Linked DNA regions of Mus musculus: all the other regions are linked to region 1. The links are chromatin contacts, called in public Hi-C and Micro-C maps. All regions are on one chromosome and are shown on one strand. The core of a region is the stretch at or near the end of the contact, and the rest is flanking DNA. Distances in the headings are between cores, read along the strand shown.

Region 1 (5,131 bases), core at 1,818-4,317:
AAAGAAAATCACAGAGAAAGGAAGTGAGAAGAAAATGCCCATGTCATTTTTGAATTGATGACGATAAAATGCTTATTTGTAAGAGTGACCCTCATACATAGGAGTGACTGTAGCTGGCAGCTAATCCATCCTTATACACACTTAGAAATTCAAGAGTATTTCTAACATTTTCTCTGGCGTTTACATAAAACAAACTGTGTCTGAAAAAGGCCAAAGAATTAAATGTCACCCGTGTGTCACTGCACTGAGTGAATCTTTTGTATGCATGACCGCACTCAGTCCTCATTAGAGCCTTGAAAAGTTGAAGTCAGGGAAACCCTTGATGTCACCTCCTGTTCACCAGTGGTAAAATGTAGTACTTTGTCCAGAAAGAAAGGGAGGGCGTGAGATTAAAAAGTCAAGGGTCTTGAATGTTATGCTTTGGAAGAGACTAGATTCTGTTTATCTTTGCTGGGTCATTATTTAGACAAAGGGGCCCCAAAGGATTCTCAGAAGGGATGTCAAATGGTCAGTTGTGTTTTGAGATGATAACAAAGATGGTTTTGGGAGGCAGCTCTTAAGAGGTTGGAGAGTTAAAAACAAGAGACGGTATCTGCAGGTACAGAACACTTCCCCTGTTCAAGCTGACTGCAGGTGACTGAGTGGACACAGCGTCAAAGACAACTTCAGGGTTTGGGGTAGCAAAAACAGAGAACTCAGATAAAGAACACTCTGTGAAGGAAAGATGAGACTAGGGATGACTGCAGTGCAGGGGAGTGGCTGGTTTCAGGACCCCTGGCCCCAGGGCACAGAAAGCTTCAGCTAGGCTAGTCTGGTAATCTTTATATACACTGTTTGCCTGTAACCTACAGAAACCTCTCTAGACTATTGTACTTCCGAAGGCAATGCAAATACCATGTAAATAATTGTGTTCTGTGAAGGACAGAGAGACACAGGGAAGGCTCTGCATACATTCAGTACAAAAGTGCCCTAAATAATTATCTTGGCACTATCAAATCAGGAATCTCGCCAATGCTTGGAAAGTTTTGATCGACAGTTTTTGACTCGGTACATGTACACTCTGGGGGGGGGGCACACACAAATGGGGCATTTATAGTTTCTGGAAACATTTGGGAAGTGTGTCTAGAAGTTCAGAAATGACTGGTCTGGAAAGAGAGGTAATGGGGGAAGAGGGTGGTGAGAAGCAGAGAGCATGGGGAGCCTGAGGAGAAAAGGGCATCAAGGGGACCAACGTCTTTAGAAGCCCACACCTGAGAAATCCTTCCATCACCAACCTGGGTGGAAAAGAGTGGGACAGTCAGGAAGGCTGAGTGGCTTTATCACATAAAAACATCTCCAGGAGGGGGTTAGTCAATGGAATGTTACTAAGCCAAGGAAGGAAAAAAAAAAAAAAAAGATCTGTAAACAGGCAAAAGGATTTGGCACTTAGAAGGTCACAGATGACGTCTGAGAAAGCGGGAGACTGATGGTGCTTTATAGTGCTTGTTGAGTGCGGAGGGTGGGGGAGGAAGAGATGCAGGAAACCAGGGAGGGAGGGGGGAAACCCGGAGTGAGGTAGTGCTTTAGGATTGGAGGTAAAACTATAAAGGGGGAGTTAGGGAGTGGGAGACAATATATATGGGGGGAAATGAAGAAAAGAGATGAACTGAAAAGATCAGGGGTTCTTGATCTTGGAACAGGCCTTCTATTCCAAAAGGTTCCATATTGTGGAGCAGAACACACACATTATGTTTTTAAGGGTGGCTGGAAACTCTGGCATAGAAAGAGTTGTGTGCTTCTCTGGTGCTGGTTACAGAATCATCTCTTTTCTTCATCTTCAGTGAAGATGAAATACTAACCTATGGTCTTCCAGGGTATGCTGGATTTTACAATTCAACTTACTGTTTTTTAGGGTTTTTTTTTTTTTTTTTTTTTTTTTTGAGACAGGAGTCTAAGTAGCCCAGGCTGACTTCAAATTCATCGTCTTCCTGCCTCTGCCTGCAAAATGCCGGGATTACAGGTGTGCACCACTAAGCCTCACTGGTTTTATTTTAGTGTGAGACTTAGAGAATTATATATTGATTCTCTCAGCTCGTCCGCACTAGCCTACTTTATAAAATGCCCGTCTTTGCTGGTTACGGCATGCCTCTATTGATCAGTGTGCTACCAGTCCTCAAGACTGCCAAACATAAACAATTCAGGAATAAAATCTGCTTTTTGTTTTTAAAGATGAGGTCAGCTGTGGTCGACCATTCTTTATGGCTCTCCGGAGTTGCTTGGGGATGAAAGGAATTACTGGGTTAGAAAAACAACCAAGACAGTGGTTTCAAGATGGAAGACAGAAGAGAGAGCTAATTATTAGGGTTTTGTTTGTTTTGGTGGAGGTAAGAACGTGGTTTAGTTACAAGTTAGTATCTTAGACCACCGCCTGCAGCATCACCTAGAAACTTCCTGGAAATGCAAATTTCGAAGCCACACTTCAGTTTCAGCACCGCTGGGGGTGGTACCCAGTTTTAATGATGCCCCCCTGGGCAAGACTGCCCGGCCTAAGTGCTATGTGTTTATTGACACGCGGCCTTTTGACTCACAGCCTAAGTGCCCATCCAGCAGGCATTCCTTGGGGGGTACACTTGAGAAATACAGAATAGCAGGTTGCCCCCAAACCCGCTCTATCAGAACACACGCCCCAGAGAAATCAAGCCTGGTGTGTCTTCTCCCGCGTCAGCATAAGCAAGGAGGCTCTCTTTCCCCAGCGAGTTCGGAAGCCTGACGGCCCAATTGGATACGCCGCGAAATTGCTTTAAAGCGGGTTACCCACTGAGCCGGGTACACTGCACCCCTCTCGCTGTCACCCCACAGCTACTGCAGGGCTTGGGGTCCTGCAGGGTAGAAAGGAGGCTCTGAAGGGGAGAGCCTGCGAGCGTCGAGCATCCTAGGCGGCCCCCCCGGAGCAGGTGTGTGGGGAAGGGTCTGCGGCTCGGCGCCCCGGGGCGCGCGGGCGGAGCCGGGGGTCGGGCGGGGAGGGGCCGGCGCGCGGGGCGGGCGGCTGCGCGGCTCCCGCCCCCGGCCCGCCCCTCCGCGGCGCCATTTTGCAGGCGGCTGCCGCGGGGACCCAAGGCGGCGGCAGGCACTGCGGCGCGAGCGGTGCGATCGGCGGGACGCGAGCCCAGCGAGCTGCAGGCAGGTGAGAGCCGGGCCGCCGCGCCCCACGCCCCACGCCGGGTCCGCGGCAGCACCTGCCGGCAGCCCCGGTTGCTCGCCGAGCCCACGAGGCCGGCCCGCGCGGCCCCCGCGCGCTGTCACCCACCCGCGGCGCGGCCTGCGCCCCCACGCCGGCTCGCGCGGCCCGGCGGCCCCGGCTGCAGTGTCAGGCCGTGCGTCCCCGGCGCTCACTGCCGCCCCGCCGGGTGCCCCCGGGACAGCCACCGTGGGCTCGCCGTGCTGCGTGGCTTGCTGCGCGCCCCTCCCCAGGTGGTGCGCCCCGCATCCCCGCGCCCGGGGATTCAGGGTCAGCCCGAGGGGCGGGGGATGGCGGTGCTGTTTCCAGTCTGGCTTCCTTCCCTCTTTGCGGAAGGCGACACGGAGTAATTTTAGATGCCGCTGCACCAACCTTGCGACCTTTCACGCTGGCCTGCCCCGCAGGGGTCCGGGGTCGCCTTGTTGCCTGCGCTCTTGACCGAGAAATTGACATTGGAGTGTGATAACTTGAAGGTGAAGAATTGTCTTCATCGTTTGGCCGGAGATGTCCCATTAGATGTGTAGCCTATGGGAACTCGGCCTTCATTCCGGATGAGGGGCTTTAAGCGGGTCTGATGGGAAACTCCTGATTTTCAGCGCAAGGGGTGAGGGCAAGTGCACAGGGAAGAAAGTTAGCTTTTTGAAGGCTACTTGGGGTTGGGGCATTTGTAGTAGCTGTTAGTCTGCTTTTTGCGGTGCTGGGAGACCGGATGATGGCGAAGATGCTATCCCTTCTGACGCTTGGGTCCTCTGAACTAAGGCGGCCAGGGATGTGAGGATCTGGTATCTGAGTCCTGAGACAGCCTGGTTTGAGCTGTCATTAACTGGCCATGTGACTTCCCTTAGGCAGTTTTCTCCTTTCTGAAGGCTAGGCTAGGTGGCTGAAATTTTTCTGTTTTTTGTTTGAGTGCTATTGGGCTGAGGCCTCACCTGCTCCGTTTCTCTCATCTGCCCTTTCATCTTGTGTGACTTTGCTGGCCTGCTCCTTTAAGGTGTTTGACTCTGGTGAAGTTTGTGAGAGGCCTTCTTCACCTCTTAGAAGTTCAGGATTCTCTGCTGGGTTATAGTTGACCTTATCAGGGTCACTTTAGAACTACTCTCTATGCTTAGCTCATCCAAAAGTTAATAGCTTTGGGCAGTTGAGGCTGTCCACCGTGTTAGCACTCATGACACACCTGGTAGTTAGTTAAAAGGAGGCCCTGAGCATCCTCAGGCAGACATCAGCGAGGCATGAGGTATCTGTTCTCTAGACAATGTCTTTTGCTCAACTGTTAACTGATTCTTTCTTTTTATACCAGAGTATTTCCATCACCCCGACTCCCACCACTGTTTTATTCTTGTGGGAAGTAATTTCTGTAAGAAAGTAGGTGTTTGCCCGGCGGTGGTGGCACGAATCCTTAATCCCAGCACTCAGGAGTCACAGGCAGGATTTCTGAGTTCAAGGCCAGCCTGCTCTACAGAGTGAGTTTCGGGGCAGCCAGGGCTACACAGAGAAGCCTTGTCTTGACCACCACCACCTTAAAAAAAAAAAAAAAAAAAGGGAGGAAAGAAAGTGGGTGTTTGAGTGGCATTTTTTTTTTTTTTTCTTTTTGTCCTGGCTGACCTGAAACTTGCTCCAGGCCAGCCTCAAAGTCAGGGAGAGCTTCTAAGGTCCAGTTTAAAGTTCCACCCCTTGCCCCTTACTCCAGATACTTGCCTGGTACTTAGTTTTCTGAGTATGGCACATTATGCTGAGATTAAAACCTCTACTAAAAAGCAATTAGGCTGGGTGTGGTGATGTAAATGTATAATCTTAGCAACTCAGCCCAGCTGGTGGAGATGGGAAGAAGACAGGCCAGCCTGGGATAAAGGGCAAGGCCTAGCCTTGTAAAACTACACAGAATATTGATTTATTTTGAGACAAGGTCTTTATATG
Region 2 (5,131 bases), core at 1,645-4,144, 59 kb before region 1:
TATGCTGCCTGGGACACTATTTGCGAAAGGATATTTTCGTTTTGTTTTGTTTTCTGTCTCAATCAACCTTCATTCTCCGCGGCTGTTAGTCTTTCTCATCTCACCCTTTCAGTGTGTCTGCTCCTGATTCTACAACGCTGGACGTCAAGAACACCTCTGGCATTGATTTTGTCTGCAAATCAAAGCAGCCTGGGTCCTCACGTGATGCACCGATAATCGTTTGTCCTGAACCTCTGAATAGGGAGGGCATCCATTTCATCTCACAGAATGACTCTTAGGTAGGGGCTGCCTAAGTGGCACTTGTTGTACTCTTTTGCAGAGATGAGTCACCTGCGAGCTGATATCCATGTGATTAAAGCGGTTCAGGGTGGGGCCTGAGGTTTGGCCTTGCTCTCAGACTCCCTGGTGATGCTGACACAGTGCGCTTTGGAACTTTCCAGATAGCGAGGTACAAGTGTACTGTGTTGACATGGAATCAGGCCTACCTCCTTGCTGGGGGAAGGAATGCCATGATTAACTCGTGCTGCCTATGAGGAGCAAAATGCTGAGGTGTGAGGAGCGGCTGTCGCTATATTTACCCTAGTAGTGTCTCTCTTTTTTTTAATTAGGTATTTTCCTCATTTACATTTCCAATGCTATCCCAAAAGTCCCCCATACCCTCCCCCCAACTCCCCTACCCACCCACTCCCACTTTTTGGGCCTGGCGTTCCCCTGTACTGGTGCATATAAAGTTTGCAAGTCCAATGGGCCTCTCTTTCCAGTGATGGCCAACTAGGCCATCTTTTGATACATATGCAGCTAGAGTCAAGAGCTCCGGGGTACTGGTTAGTTCATAATGTTGTTCCACCTATAGGGTATGTCTCTCTTTTTTAAAATGACATATTCCACAGAAGATTTTTTTTAAAGTAGGTTATTCATAGCATCAAATGTTATGCAGTCATGGGATTAGTGTTCTTTGTTATGGCTTGAATCTGAAATGTCATTCTTAGACCCGTGTTCTGAATGTTTGTTCCCTGGCTGGTGGAACTGTGGAATGTGGGAATCCATGGAACCTTCAGGAGGCAGGACCTGACTGGCAGGCAGCACTAGTGCACTGGCATTTAAGGTTATGAGCGCCTCTAGATTCACCCTTGCTCTCTGCTCTTTGGTCCACTGTGATGGGACACTCCCACCATAAACATGATCTCTGCCTGCCTTCTCTACCATGTGGAAATGAGAGTGCAGTTAACCCACCAAACTAGACTACTCCACGGGGGAAGGAAAGTTTACTGTGGGAACAAACTGGGCGCTGCCTCTGAGAGTAGAGGACATCAGCTTGGTGGGAAAGCAAACAGACATTACGTGATGGTCAGCAGGGGGTGGGGGTCTTTGAGCTGATCCAGGCTGTTTGGAACTAGATGTCCTTTCATGAAGTAGTTGATTATTGGGACAGATAAGGTAAGCAGTGGTTTTCCTGGTAAACAAAACAAAGCAAAACCCCTTACAAGATTCCCGAGGAATACTGAGTTTGTGTTTCTGTTTACCTAATAACAACTCTGTCTACTTGGTCAGATGATTTTTGTCCTAGCGGCATACTTCTGGCAGCTTAGACTCACTTTCTAAATGTTCTACAGTCTCCCAAAGTTGGGCCACAAGCTGGGGAATAGTGTTCAAAAAGAAATTTGTAAGAAACATCTATCTCGCCGGGTGTGGTGGCACACGCCTTTAATCCCAGCACTTGGGAGGCAGAGGCAGGTAGATTTCTGTGTTCGAGGCCAGCCTGGTCTACAAAGTGAGTTCCAGGACAGCCAGGGCTATACAGAGAAACCCTGTCTCGAAAAAGAGAGAGAGAGAGAGAGAGAGAGAGATATCTATTTCAATTTCAAAGCATAATATTGTGCCCTGACCCTCAAAGCGTTATGGTCATCACATAATGCATATGTGTTTAATCTGATTTAAACTTTTCTAAAGCTTTTACCAGTCCTGACTTTATTCAGTCCTCAGCTGAGAAATAATGAGATGGTTCGGTAGGTAAAAGATGTTCTACCAAGCCTGATGGCCTGACTTTGACCCCAGGGACCTACACGGTAGAAGGAGAGAATAAACTCTTACAAATTGTCATCTGATCTATATACAGACACCATGACATATATACTGCAGCATGCATGAACCCAACCTTTGCTGCATATACACATATATAAAATGCATATTAAAAAGTCTAAAGTTTGGGGCTGGAGAGGTGGTTCAGTGGTTAAGAGTACTGACCGCTCTTCCAAAGGACCTAGGTTCAATTCCCAGCAACCACATGACAGCTCACAACCATCTGTAACTCCAGTTCCAGGGGATCTGACTCCCTTACACAGATGTACACGCAGGCAAAACACCAATATATATAAAATAAAAAGAAATCGATCATTAAACAAAAAAGTCTAAAGTTCAAAGTTTCTTTTGAGAATCAAAAGCAAAAAGCAGGGGCTGGAGAGATGGCTTAGTGGTTAAGAGCACTGACTGCTCTTCTGAAGGTCCTGAGTTCAAATCCCAGCAACCACATGGTGGCTCACAACCATCTGTAATGAGATCTGATGCTCTTTTCTGGAGTGTCTGAAGTAAGCTACAGTGTATTTATGTATAATAAATAAATCTTTAAAAAAAAAGACTGTTCATGTGGTTAAATCATGTTATCTTTTAAAAAAAGCAAAAAGCAAGTAAACAAAAATACCAAAACCAAACAAACAAAATGTCCTTTGAATCTCTGTAAGTTCACAAAGAAAATTATATAGTTCCAACATTCAATAGTAGAGAATGACCATCCCAGTTCCAAAACAGGAACTGGAGAATCATGAGAGACTGGACCACAGTAAGATCAAAGCCTGACAGAGCAAGCATTAAACCCTAGAGTGCCACATTTGGCAGCTGACAGGTGGTGGCGCAATGCAATGTGTGTCACCAGGCTTAGCAACCCCACCCTCCCCACATCCTCACCAACATGAGCTGTACTTTGTTTTATTATCTTGGCCGTTATGACTGGGGTAATAGGAAATCTCAATGTAAGATTGCTGGGGGGGGGGGGTTGTTCTTATTTTGAGACAACGTCCCTCTATATAGTCTTGGCTATCTCAGAACTCACTATGTAGACCAGGCTAGCTTGAAACTCATGAAGATCTGCTAGCCTTTGCCTCCTCAAGTGCTAAGATGAAAGATGTGTGCCACCATGCCAGGCTTCAAAGCGTTTTAATTTGCATATCTCAGATGTTCTTAGCCTGATAAAAGTCCAGTTTGAATTTTTCATAATCCTTTAATTTCTGTAATCTCTTAAAACCAACATAAGGGGTAAACACCAAGTTTTGCCGATAACTCAAGTACTAGCTGGGCCTCCTTGAACTACAACCAGAGAGGCTGCTAAGTTAGATACCTGAACCTAGGAAAATACTTCCAATATGGCCCTTTCCACCTGCATGCCCGGGAGACTCTTTTAAAGGAATGTCTTCTAAGTGAGTGTTTAGTTTTACACACCCTGGGGTGTGGTCGTGTCAAAACCATTTTCTATTGTCTCAGGGCAAAGTTCACAGCTTTTTAGCAGCACTAATTTCTGTCACACTGTAACAGCTGTGTCTACACTGGTTGTCTATGACTTTAAACTCACCTTCCATGGCCAAACTGCACAGTCTTCAAATCTTTTTTTTTTTTGATTTATGTATTTATTTCATATATATATATATATGAGTACACTGTAGCTGTCTTCACACACACCAGAAGAAGGCATCAGATCCTATTACAGATGGTTGTGAGCCACTATGTGGTTGCTGGGAATTGAATTCAGGACCTCTGGAAGAGCAGTCAGGGCTCTTAACATCCCCTTTTCAAATCTTTTTGTTCTACTTTCTGCTCCGAGTTCTCACTGTAACTCTGGCTAAAAGCAGCCAACAAAAACTATTCAATAGTCTGACTGCTATGCTGCCTTGAAATTACTCTGCCAAAGTAATTAATGAAGCCTCATTTCAAAATGTTCAGAGACAAATTATCTCCTAGAATATTATACAAGTGGCCTCTACTTGAAGTTCCAAAAGTCTTTCTCCTCATATGAAACTTCATGACCTCGGTCTCTTGTCTATGTTTTATTATTATTCCATGTGTGTGCCTGATGGTGCTACAGAACACATAGTGTGGAACCCAGAGGACAACTTGACAGAGCCTGTTCTCTTCATCTACCTTTATGTGGGTTCTGAGGATTAAACCTGGGCCTTTAGGCTTGCATCATGGCACATGCCTTAATCCACCAAACCTTGTCTTTGACCCAAAGCTTTTCTTTCTTTTTCTTTTTTTTCTTTTTTGAAACAGGGTTTCTCTGTATAGCCCTGGCTGTCCTGGAGCTCACTTTGTACACCAGGCTGGCCTCGAACTCAGAAATCCGCCTGCCTCTGCCTCTGCCTCTCGAGTGCTTTTCATTTTTTGCTTTTCTTTTTTTTTTTTTTTTTTTTAAGATTTATTTATTTATTATATGTAAAGTACACTGTAGCTGTCTTCAGACACTCCAGAAGAGGGTGTCAGATCTCGTTACAGATGGTTGTGAGCCACCATGTGGTTGCTGGGATTTGAACTCTGGACCTTCGGAAGAGCAGTCGGGTACTCTTACCAACTGAGCCATCTCACCAGCCCATTTTTTGCTTTTCTTAAAAATATATTTATTCTTAATTTTGTGTATGTTTATCTGCTTGCATTAGTTAATGTGGACCACATGCATGTAGGTGCCCATGGTAACCAGAAGGGGGTTTTGTATCCCTTAGAACTAGTTATAAGCAGTTGTGGAATACCTAGTGTGGGTACTAGAAACTGAAACCAGGTCCTTTGGAGAAACTACTCTTAAAGCCAATCCATCTCTCTGGCCCTTCAATTCTTTGTATGATATGATATAATATGATATGAATGATATGATATGATATAATTTTATTAGAGAGTATATGTTTGTATGTATACACATGTGCACATGCACACCTCATAGCATACATGTGAAGGTCAAAGAACAACATTTGGGAGTCAGTTGCTGTCCACATTTCTAGTGATGTTCTGAATTTTTAGCTCCCACTGAGTTGCCCATTGATGTGTAGTTACAGCATTCGGAGGCACTTCTTGCCCACACCTGCAAACTCTTCCA
Region 3 (5,131 bases), core at 1,017-3,516, 36 kb before region 1:
AATCAAATCCCCAATGGGCTTATAGCAAAGATGCACTCTAAATAGTTAATTTTAGAGCTGGTGAGATGGCTCAGTGGCAAAGGTGCTTGGTGCAGAAGCCCATTGACCTGAGTTGCATCCCTGGAAGCCATGAGAAGATGGAAGGGCAGAATTGACTCTGTAGAGTTGTCCTTTGACATCTACATGCACACTGTGGATTGGGCACTGTGAGAAAGAAGTTGGGGACTACAAAGAATGAGACCACCGTTCTAACTGAAGTGTCTGGACGTGCGGACCTTACTTTGAATCAAGAGGGCTTGCTTGAAGAGTGAACACATGGCGACAAGAAGTGCATCTGGCATTTATTCTAACTCAGGTGGTGGCTGTGTCTCTTCCCCATTGACTGGGGTCTGCCCTTACAATCTTAGTCATTGGCCAGTCAGAAAAGAATTGGTGGTTGGGGAATGGAGGAAGGGAAAAGGATGGCTGCTACTCTAGGACGTTAAATTCCTGGAACAGAACAGTGGGCCTTTGTGTAAACCACAGTTTTACTGGCTGAGGGGGATGAAATCATTTGCATAAACGTTTTACAAGGTGGGTGAGATAAAAAGATTTTAATTTATTGTCCTAAACTCAATTTTTATAGTATCTGACCAAAAAAAAAAAGACTCATATTTGATATTTTTATAACCATTCACATGGACACCACACTCACACTTGCCTGACTGCGCACACACACTAAAAATAAAATTCAACTTAAATATTTTATGATTACGTTTTAAAAACTTTATGTGTATGGGGGTTTTGCTTGCATGTGTGTCTGTGTTCCATGCGTGTGTCTGGCACCCGTAGAGGCTAGAAAAGGGCATCTGATTCCCTAGACCCGGAATTTTAAGCAGTTATGAAATACCATGTGGGTGCTGAGATCTAAATGTGAGTCCTCTGAAAAAGCAGTCATCTCTCCAGCCCCTAAATATTTAACGTCCATAGACCAGTGCAGTGCTCAGCCTCTGTCAGAAAAGCTTCTTTTTTACAATGAACAATAGTTGGTAGAAAGACTGGTCAAAGTGCTGAGAAATAAGCAGCTGTTGAGTGTTTGTCTCTAAAGATAACTTCTGTACCACCCTCTCCAAGGAGGGAACATAGGTAAGGGGGCAGAAAGAGCCATAGAACCAGGAGGGCTATGAAACTTTTGCCTGTGATGTGACCGCTGTAATCGTGAACATATAACAGCTATGGCTATATGTACAAGACATGCATGGCATCCCATCACTGATGGGGGAAGGGCTCATGAGGTCTCACTCTTCCCTGTGGTTGTTAGAAGAGGGGAAGTCATCTTCCCCAGTGCCACAGTCACTGCTAAATGGCTCTTGTAAATAACCCCCTATCCAAGATCATGCAAGCAATCCTAATTAAAACAGTGAGTTGCAAAAGTAAAATAAGAGGAAGACTAGCTGGGGAGAAGAAAGGGAAAGTAGGAATAGGAGGGAGATGGGAGGACTCATGGGGTGGGTGGGTAGCATCATATGTTATATACATATATGGAATCGCCAGCATTTTTAAAAAGTCAGAAAGGGTCTCATTGTAGAGACTAGGGTGGCTTTGAGCTCGATGATCAACCTGCCTCTGATTCCTGAGTACTGGGATTAAAGGCCTGTGCCAGCATGCCTGGCTCTCACTTTTTAATATATATCTTATTTATTAAAAAAAAAACTTTAATTAGGCATGCCTGGCTCTCACTTTTTAATATATATCTTATTTATTTTAAAAAAAAAACTTTAATTAGGCATGGTGGCATAAGCCTTTAATCCCAGTACTAGAGAGACAGAGACAGTTGGATCTCTGTAAAGTCAAGGCCAGCCTGGTATACATATACATAGAAAATTCTAGGCCAGCTAGGACTAGTAAGACTCTGTCTCAAAAACAGCAAAACAAAACAAAACAAAATAAAACAAGATGTTGTCTTATCAGGACAGCCATTACTCACTCTCTCTCTATGATGCAGCCTAGCTCAAGGACAGCAAGGAGGACCAGCTGCTCAGCTTCTGGGACTCTATACTCTGGGACCATAGAGTATGCCTTTAAGAACAAAATGATCTATGCTATACCAGCTCCAAGGATTCTATCAGCAAGAAGCAAGGATCAAGGATGAATTATGAGCAAACTTCTAGGAAGAGGCCAAGGACCACTGCACAATGGCAGAAAAATTAGGTGATGTACTGTCATCTCCCTGAAGGGCAAGCCTTTGTGAGCCACTTCCTGCTCTTGCCTGAATCATTTAGTACTCCAGTCTTCCTTTTTGGTGTTGCAAGTTGCCCACTTCCTCCACACTAGATAGGCTGATGGAATCTTAGCAGGGGACAGACAATCCCTTTACCTTAGTTGCAAGACATCACTCCCACATCACAAACTACTCCCCTCCCACCATCTCTGAAGGTTCTGGCCCTCCCAAACTGCTTTTGATCTTTCTGTTGTTCTTAGGTTGAAGCAGAACCAACTCCCTTCAGCCACCCAGTTTGTGGGAGGGGTTTAACACCACTCCTACTCCACATCAGCCGTTCTCCATCCTGTGCTGTCAACATCTAATTGCAAAAGTAACTATGAGCTTTTCTGTTTTATGTGTAAATGGAATGTTGTGGAAATGACCCTCTTGGAGCCAGCTAGTTCTGCTTCCTCTTTCCTTGGTCTTAGCTACTCACAGAGACAGGACCAGTAAGGGACCTATGATAAAAAAGAAAAAATATATAATAAAAATAAAATAAAAAGGCTAACAAACACATAGGGAAGACAAATGGGTCAGATAAAGAATCAACTTATAACTAGTAGGATACGATAGATTTTCGGTAGATAGATGGTAGACAGATTTTTGATTGGCTGATTGACTGATCAGTTGGTTGATTTTGTTGGGGTGGGGAACACAGCAGCATCCTGGGTAAGTTTATGTGTACCATGTGCATGAAGGTATCTGAGGAGGTCAGAAGAGCATGAGATCCTCTGGGACTGGAGGGAACCAACTGATATGGGCACCATGAAGTGAATCCAATTTTCTGGAAGAGTAGCAAGCACTCTTAACTGTTAAGCCATCTCTCAAGCCCTAGTTTCTATATTTTAAAGAATTCTTGCTGGGCAGTGATGATGTATACCTTTAATTACAGTACTTGGGAGGCAGAGACAGGAGGATCTCTGTGAGCTTGAGGCCAGGCTAGTATACAAAGGGAGTTCCAGGACAGACACACTGTCTGGAAAACCAAACAAACAGACAAAACAAACAAACAAACAAACGAATTCTCCTTTCCCATTGTTCATCTCAGACCCAGCTGACCTGTGGGCTTTCAGACCATCGCCAACCTTGAGCGCATCTTTCTTAAGGTGAAGCCAGATGGCGGGCAGCGCAGTCTGAGGGGCCAGATTATCAAGTGCTTTGAGCAGAAGGGATTTTGCCTAGTGGCCATGAAGTTCCTTCATACTTCCGAAAAATACCTGAAGCAGCATTGCACTGACGTGAAAGACTGCGCACCCTCCCCGTCTGGTGAAGTACATGAACTGTGGCAGCCATGGATGGGAGGGGCTCAGTATGGTGAAGACAGGTGAGTCTTGCTGCATGATGCTGGAAGCAACCAATCCAGCTGATTCTAGGCCAGGCACCACGCCCACTAAAGTAGCACCTCTCAGTGAGTATACTTAGATCCTGATCTTGTTAGAAGGCAGATGTTGGCTTGAGACCAGGGTGGGACGGGAGGTTCTGCAGTCTTATTAAACAAGAGGAGTGGGGCTGTAGCTTCCAGTGGCCCGTTCCTAGAAGCAGTGATCTAGAAAACTCTGTCCAGGCCCCCAAAAGTAGAAGAAGTGTGCCCTGCTCACTGAGTGTGAGACACAGATATGGAGTTACACAGGCCAGCGCCTGTGGTTTTCCTGCCTATTTTAGGACTTGTTAGAAGCCTGACCTGGCCTAAAAACCTTCTTTCATCTCTCCCCAGCTGCTGCTAGTGGAGATTTTTAAAAATCTCCCCTTTTTAAACCTCCCCCCTGACTACCTTTTTATCACCCAGGTTGACTTTCAGTTTTTATCTTTTCAGCCTTTGTAAAGTTCACTCTTCTGCCTCCCATGCTCGTCTTAAAAATTCTTCGCCTGCTTTGGAAATGTTTAAGCTCTAGTTTTACCCTGCCTTTTCCCTCTCCTGCCTTCTCTGCCTCCCGTGTGCATGACCGTTGTTTGCCCTCTTAATTTTACAGACCCAGAACTGTTTCCAATCTGTTTCCATAATCTCCCCCCATTCCTCCCCCTCATCTATTTTTGTGTTATTTTCTTTCCAAATCTTTATAATCCTGGATGGCCTGGAACTCACTATGCAGATTAGGCTAACCAGCCCCCACCTGCCTCTGCCTCCCAAGTGCTGGGATTATACCACCCAACAAGGCCTATTTCCCAACACTCTTGATATGACCCTCATTAGTTTAATTCACTGACTAAGTGACTCCCAAAGTCACAGTGTGACTGAGGTAGTTGAATAGGTATGGCCCCCATAGACTCATGTGTTTGAATGCTTGGCCACAGGAAAAGGCACTATTAGGAGCCATGGCCTTGGTGGAGGAAGTGTGTCACTGTGGAGGTAGGTTTTGGGGTCACATGTGCTCAGACTATACCCAATGTAGACACAGTCTCTTCTGCTGCCTGAGGGTCAAGATGTACAACTCTCAGCTGTAAAACTTAAGCATGGGCTCTTCTCCCATCCCTGTGCTCCCAGAAATTAGACTCAGACTCAAAATATATTTACAAATACCTTGGCCATATAGCTAGGCTCTTCTCTGACTGGAACCATAATTTAACCTATGTTTTGTTTTAACCTATATATTATTTTAACCTGTATTTTGCCACGTGGTTGGTTACCTCTGTTCAAGTACCATGAATCCGTCTCCTCACATCATTCCAGGCAGATCTCCTGCCTATCACTTAATCCTAGAATGTTTTTAGCCTCCCTGTTGTTCCACCTTCTATTTCCTGCCTAAGCTATAGGCTGTAGACTTTTAATTGACAGGTGATGCATCTATACAATACACAAGAGATTCTCTCTACACTCAACTCCTTCTCCGGCACCATGACTGCCTGTACATGGCCATGTTTTCCTCCATGATGATAATGGACTAAACCTCT

The links. A called contact is a pair of places that touch in the nucleus more often than the background predicts.
Region 2: a contact with region 1 is called in a Hi-C map of bone marrow-derived macrophages, with 4 times the contacts expected there. The contact joins the enhancer-like site here to the promoter of Slc23a2 in region 1. A contact is called at or near these places in 11 of 39 promoter capture datasets (the 3T3-L1 cell line, 3T3-L1-derived adipocytes, the C10 cell line and 5 more), 1 of 15 datasets of contacts at CTCF or cohesin (embryonic stem cells), 34 of 484 Hi-C or Micro-C datasets (2-cell embryo, 8-cell embryo, the C2C12 cell line and 19 more), 18 of 115 datasets of contacts at active chromatin or transcription factors (acute myeloid leukemia, bone marrow-derived dendritic cells, bone marrow-derived macrophages and 10 more) and 3 of 9 other capture datasets (adipose tissue, bone marrow-derived macrophages and pancreatic islet).
Region 3: a contact with region 1 is called in a Micro-C map of granulosa cells, with 2.3 times the contacts expected there. The contact joins the enhancer-like site here to the promoter of Slc23a2 in region 1. A contact is called at or near these places in 3 of 39 promoter capture datasets (the C10 cell line, liver and macrophages), 10 of 484 Hi-C or Micro-C datasets (ECoMG myeloid progenitors, bone marrow-derived macrophages, embryonic stem cells and 7 more), 8 of 115 datasets of contacts at active chromatin or transcription factors (bone marrow-derived macrophages, a colorectal cancer cell line, differentiating embryonic stem cells and 2 more) and 4 of 9 other capture datasets (adipose tissue, embryonic stem cells, liver and 1 more).

The regions. Positions count from the first base shown.
Region 1 is chr2:132,143,044-132,148,174 of GRCm38.p6, reverse strand. It overlaps Slc23a2 (solute carrier family 23 (nucleobase transporters), member 2), which reads left to right and starts at 3,067. Exons shown (of 16, transcript NM_018824.2): 1 at 3,067-3,163. Gm14051 (a long non-coding RNA gene) reads right to left here and starts at 4,596. Exons shown (of 3, transcript XR_866753.3): 1 at 3,590-4,596.
Region 2 is chr2:132,201,759-132,206,889 of GRCm38.p6, reverse strand. All of the region lies in intron 2 of Gm14051 (a long non-coding RNA gene), which reads right to left. Among named protein-coding and RNA genes, the nearest start is that of Tmem230, 43 kb to the left of the region's middle. Within about 2 kb of position 2,894, at least 26 of the 459 cell types and tissues checked have an H3K27ac peak or open chromatin away from gene starts, as enhancers often do. A contact at or near this core is called in the C2C12 cell line, acute myeloid leukemia, bone marrow-derived macrophages and 3 more, where this site is marked.
Region 3 is chr2:132,178,031-132,183,161 of GRCm38.p6, reverse strand. The region is part of intron 2 of Gm14051 (a long non-coding RNA gene); the gene reads right to left. Among named protein-coding and RNA genes, the nearest start is that of Slc23a2, 35 kb to the right of the region's middle. Within about 2 kb of position 2,266, at least 48 of the 459 cell types and tissues checked have an H3K27ac peak or open chromatin away from gene starts, as enhancers often do. A contact at or near this core is called in ECoMG myeloid progenitors, bone marrow-derived macrophages, differentiating embryonic stem cells and 1 more, where this site is marked.